Regions from separate parts of the Sus scrofa genome. Here region 2 is linked to region 1. The links are chromatin contacts, called in public Hi-C maps. All regions are on one chromosome and are shown on one strand. Each heading gives the region's core, a stretch centred on a gene start, on an enhancer-like site or on the middle of the called end of the contact. The rest is flanking DNA. Distances are from core to core; before and after follow the strand shown. Region 1 overlaps CALD1 (caldesmon). Region 2 overlaps CALD1 (caldesmon).

Region 1 (2,700 bases), core at 88-2,587:
GAACCCTCTTCAGGGCTCAGAGACTTTGGCTAAAGCACACATTGCCCAATCCTTACAGACAACAGCCCAAAGCCTTTAATACACTGACCATCTGACTGTGACAGAACAAGACCGCGAGCACATGCTATTGATCAGAGTGTTGTTCAGATAGCAGGCTCCAAAGTTGAGGATCCTGGAATCTTGGAATGTTCAAGCTAGAGGGGCCCCTAGGGTTGTTTGCTGTATTGCTCTGCTTCTATAGACAGGGCTGTGCACCTCAGAGGGGCAGCTCAGCTGACCCAAAACCAGAGGACAGTCAGTAGCCGGGAAGCCAGGGTCTTTGTACTCACAGGCAACAGCCCTTTTCACGATGGCGTTTATGAGGTTTGGAAAACTCGCTGGATCTTGGAAAAAGGTACCGCACAAGAGTAAGAACACCAGATGGCCTTTCAGTAAATCTGTCCCATTTTAGGGAGTTTTGGCATGGATTCAGCATGACAATTGTTGTTCCAGTTGTTCCAGCATTTGTGCAACAGTTCGCCAAATAAACAGGAACTCAACGGGGTCCTAAAAATGAGACCCATGTCCACTTATATTAGCAAATCTCTTGGGTGACAGTTTCTGTGAGTGTGAATGCGCAAAAGGCTGTTGGAGGTAATCTATACAGTCCTGAGGTTATCATAGTGGTTGGGGGTTTTTACTTTTTTGGCAATTTACTGTTACAGATCATTCTGTTACGTAAAGGAGGTATTCTGATTTTGGGGGTGGTTTTGTATCTAGAGCTTCTCATTTGATTGCAGACCCCAGTCAACGCCCATTCCTCACCCCCAACCCACCCCCCCGTTGCTCTCTATTGCCCCCAACCCTATTACTCCACCAGAACTTCTTTGCAATCCTAGGTCTCCGTGGAATTTTAGAAACCCCATTCTTGTAATGCCTCCATTTCAGAAAAGGAAACCAAGGCATGTGGAGTGAGGGGCTTGTCCAGTGTTCACAACTGGCCAACCACAGAGCTTAGAAGGAAGGCAAAGAGGCCAGTGGGGGGAGGGGGTGCGAATTCCAGCTTCTGTTTTTTTTTTCCTACTCCATCATGCCCACGATCTATCAGTTTACTTTCTCCGTGTCTCTCCACTCACTCTGTCATTCCCTGAATTTCAGCAGTTATTGCCTCCTACCTAGACGATTGCAGTTGCCTTCTATCTGGTCTTGGCTTCAGGCTCTCTCCCCTTTCCAGTCCTGTCCCATCTCGCCCTCCTGTCCCTCAGCTTTGAAGACAGAGCCCACTCTCCTCAACATGGCATTCGAGGTCTCCACAGTCTGTCTGCCTTTAATAGCCCTTCCCATTTGGACCTCCCCCTGCTCTGACCAAATCACGTCACTCGCTGGTTCCCAAACTCATGTCCAAGCCACCTTCCTTCCTTGGCTCACTCTTTCCTCTGTGGGGAACACTCCGTGCGCCTTAGTTTCCTCGTCTGAAATGGAGGCATTCAACAAGACTGGGGTTTCTGAAGGGTTCCACGGAGACCAACGAAGTTTTGGTGGAGTGGGTAGGGCGACATGGAATAGAGAAGAGGCAGGGTGGCATAGAAGTGAGCAATGCGGGTTACAGTAAACATTAGAGGCTCAGAGTTCTTGTTGTGGCTCAGCAGTCGTAAACCTGACTAGTATTTCAAGAGGCTGCAGGTACGATCCCTGGCCCTCCTCAGTGGGTTGAGTATCCGGCGCTGCAGTGTAGATCGCAGATGTGGCTTGGATTTGGCGTGGCTGTGGCTGTGGCATAGGCTGGCAGCTGCAGCTCTGATTCAACGCCTAGCCTGAGAACTTCCATATGCGACAGGTACAGCCCATAAAATGAAAAATTTTTAAAAACAAAAGGAAAGAAATTAGAGGCTCTAGCTTACCTGTTCCTGACTTCCTTTCTGTCCTTCAAGGTCCTGATCAAATGCTACTTTCCACCACAAGACTTCCTCAGCTCCCCTTTTCTCTCCACACTAATAACTTTTGCCTATCCTTCTGTTTTTCACCTTGAACTAAAGTTAAGTGAGCATCGGTGAGCTTGCTTGTCCTCCTGCAATAAATGGGAATTCATTTGAGGGCAGGGACTATTTTGAATCTCTGAACCTTCAACTTCTAACATGGTACCAATGCTCAGAAAATATCCATTAGCATTCCCATTATTGGATAAACCAAACTCAATTCATCTAAGTTCACTTTTCACTGGACTCATTTGAACACACAAAGCTTCTGCACCTTCTGCTTAGGAAGAAGTATTAGGTTAAATGCCAAAACAGATGCCCAACAAAATGAGTTCTAAATTCCTTTCCATTTGCATCAGATAATTTATTTCAGTTTCATCACCTACAGAGCAAGACTGACAGTGTTTTTTTTATGAGGTGCATTAAAATTCCTGAATGCCAAGACCTACCCAGAGCCATGTTATTTTCAGGGGTAGGTGTGAAAGGCTGTTCAGTTCTTTAGTTTTCAGGGTGTTGCTTAATTTGTTTCTGGTAAGATTATTGAGAGATTCTGTCACTTGCAGTCTAATATCTTCACCACTTCCATACTTTCTCATTTTCCCAAAGCCTTAGTGAAGTCTTCTTGAGTCAGGATTTTGGATTTCTTGTAAATAGCCATGCTTTTGTCCATTAAGAGTTAAATTTCTCATAAGGTGTGCTTTTATATATCCTGAGGATGAAAAAGTTTTGTTCCTGTGACATATTT
Region 2 (2,700 bases), core at 105-2,604, 57 kb before region 1:
CTCTAGCAGTGATGTAGGAAAATCTGAGCCCTCATACACTAGCGGTGGGAATATAAAAGGATGCAGCCACTTTGGAAAAATGTCTCAAAGTCCCTCAAACAATGGAAGAGAATTATCATATGACCCTGCAATTCCACTCCCAGGTATATATCCAAGAGAAATGAAAACATATGTCTACACAGAAATGCGTACGCAGATGTTTATAGCAGCATTATTCGTGTGAATAGCTAAAAGATGGAAACAACCTAAATGTATATCAACAGACAAATGGATAAACAAAGTGTGATAAATCCATACAATGGAATATTATTTGGCCATAAAAAGGAAGAAAGTACCAGTACCCGCTACCACATAGATGAATCTTGAAAACATTGTGCTAAGTGGAAAAACTCAGTCACAAAAGACCACATGTTATATGGTTCTATTCATGTGAAATGTCCAAAATGGGGAACTCTATATAAACAAACTATATATTAGGTAGTTTAGGGCTGAGAGTTATAGGAGAAATTGCAGTTTGGGGGGTGGCTAAAGGGTCTAGGGGGTTTAGGGGTTGATGGAAAATGTTCTAAGATGGTAATGATTGCACAACTCTGAATATACTGAAAAACGAGTGAACCATTTAAATTGTGTGGTATATGAACTACATCTTAACACTGTTATTTGAAAATAAAATAATGACTGGTAAATAATACACACTTGGAATTCCCATCATGGCTCCATGAGGACACGTGTTTGATCCCCAGCCTTGCTCAGTGGGTTAAGGATCCTGCATTGCTGTGGCTGTGGCATAGGCTGGCAGCTCCGGCTCCAGTTCTACCCCTAGCCCAGGAACTTCCCTCTATTTCAGATATGGCCCTAAAAAGACAAAATACTACTACTACTACTACTAATATACACTCAATAAAAAAATAAAGGACCCATACATAACTGTATAGGCAGAAGTGTGCCAGGAAGACTGTATCCTTTGGAAGCTTTAATATGCATAAAAATGAAGTGTACCATTTATTATCACTCCTTGGGACGCAAGCATTTAACATAATGCCTTACAAGGTCATATGAACATACATCAGTGCTTGTTGATCATGATAACGGTGGTGGTGGTGATGACAGGAACAGTTGCCCCTGCCTCGCCACAATTTTTGGGCTTTAAAAACACTACATTAGGTTTTGCCTGATGTGTGGCAATTAAACCAAAGTCCAGGTGCAGGTACATCATGATTCTGTGAAGAGAAAGATTGCATTTTTCTTAGGAATCAATGTTCCGTATGTTTGTAGCCACAGGAAGCTTATCAAACCCTGACGTCAGCTACTTTCCCATGAGAAGTACAGAAATTTCATAATAACCATAAATTACTTTCACTTTCCTACTTGCTTCAGACAAGTAGAGAACTTTCCCTAACATTTAAAAACAAACATCTGACCCTCACCCTGCCATGGACACATTCTTATTGCTTCGCTGACCTTCACCCTTCCTCACAAAATTCAGTATCATTCTTCTATCAACAATTGAAAAATCTTGGCCAGCGCAAATAGTTTCATGGATTATTCTTAATTCAAAAATTGTCCAAGAAAAAATAACAAAGGCTGCAGCAAATAGGCACCGTTTTAAGACATCAAAGCCCTTCTTTTGTACTATTATGTGATCTCGCTCAGTTCTAATAGAATTTTTTTTTCCATCTTCATATTTGTACAAAATTGGCTCCTCTGAGAACAAAAATCTAACCTATATCCATGGATTTCCATGAAATTTGCAGGGGAATTCAAAAAAATTTCCTTGGCTACCTTTGCTAGTCCTGGCCACCTATTATAACCACACAGCCTGTCTTCTTCCACAATTCCATGCTGCTTTCAAAGGAAAGACCTAGGTCCAACCCAACTGAATAGTGTAAAGTTTTAACGAACTGTGAATCTGTTTGTTGCCGAATGCCAAAAGCATTCTTGCTTTCATTGAATAATTGATTTTTTTTCTTGAGTTATAAGAACAATTTCTTTAATCCTTCACTTTATGCAGTCTGGTTGGTAGCTAAATTTCTAACATAGTATCATATTAATACACCTTGTCCCTCTTATCTACTAATTTATACAAGGAGATGTGCATACCCACTGTGCCTAATTCCATAGTAATATGAAAACTATATCCTCTGAAAATCAAGAGATTCTCCCACAGACATAAAAATTTACACTGAAACACAAGCATGCTATACACAAATGTTACTCAGGATACACAGGCAAACACTTAAGTGGAAACATACAGTTGCAACAAGTAAAGACAAAACCGAGCGAGGACTTGATGCACATGGAGGCACTGGAGCTAGATTTGGGAAGAGCAGTGGTTGAGAGTGACGAGGAGGACCTGTGGTTAGTAAGCGAGGGCCTGAATGCACTGTGAGGTTTCACGACATCCTACGATGATCAGTAGTCCCTGTATTTGAATTGCTTTGGTACGGGCCACTTGCAAAAACATTCAATATTTCCCTTCTAAGATACAGTAAGCCAAAATATATATATGAAAAGTTCACTAAGTCATTGGTAAATAATCCAGTGTTGACTTTTAATTTAGAAATAACTGGCCAAATTGATCCCAGCCTTCCCCACGACAGTTTTCCTCCTGTGGATACATTGATGGGTATTACCTTTTTGTGTTCTCTCATTGTTTGTCTTTCTTCTTCTGATTTTATTTTCCTACTAGTGTAATATATG

Evidence for each region. A called contact is a pair of places that touch in the nucleus more often than the background predicts.
Region 2: a contact with region 1 is called in a Hi-C map of liver, with 3 times the contacts expected there. The contact joins two enhancer-like sites. A contact is called at or near these places in 1 of 5 promoter capture datasets (liver), 7 of 47 Hi-C or Micro-C datasets (brain, embryonic fibroblasts, liver and 1 more) and 1 of 2 datasets of contacts at active chromatin or transcription factors (skeletal muscle).

The regions. Positions count from the first base shown.
Region 1 is chr18:14,337,263-14,339,962 of Sscrofa11.1, reverse strand. All of the region lies in intron 3 of CALD1 (caldesmon), which reads left to right. Among named protein-coding and RNA genes, the nearest start is that of AGBL3, 73 kb to the right of the region's middle. Within about 2 kb of position 1,337, at least 10 of the 83 cell types and tissues checked have an H3K27ac peak or open chromatin away from gene starts, as enhancers often do. A contact at or near this core is called in liver, where this site is marked.
Region 2 is chr18:14,393,820-14,396,519 of Sscrofa11.1, reverse strand. All of the region lies in intron 1 of CALD1 (caldesmon), which reads left to right. Among named protein-coding and RNA genes, the nearest start is that of CALD1, 91 kb to the left of the region's middle. Within about 2 kb of position 1,354, at least 13 of the 83 cell types and tissues checked have an H3K27ac peak or open chromatin away from gene starts, as enhancers often do. A contact at or near this core is called in liver, where this site is marked.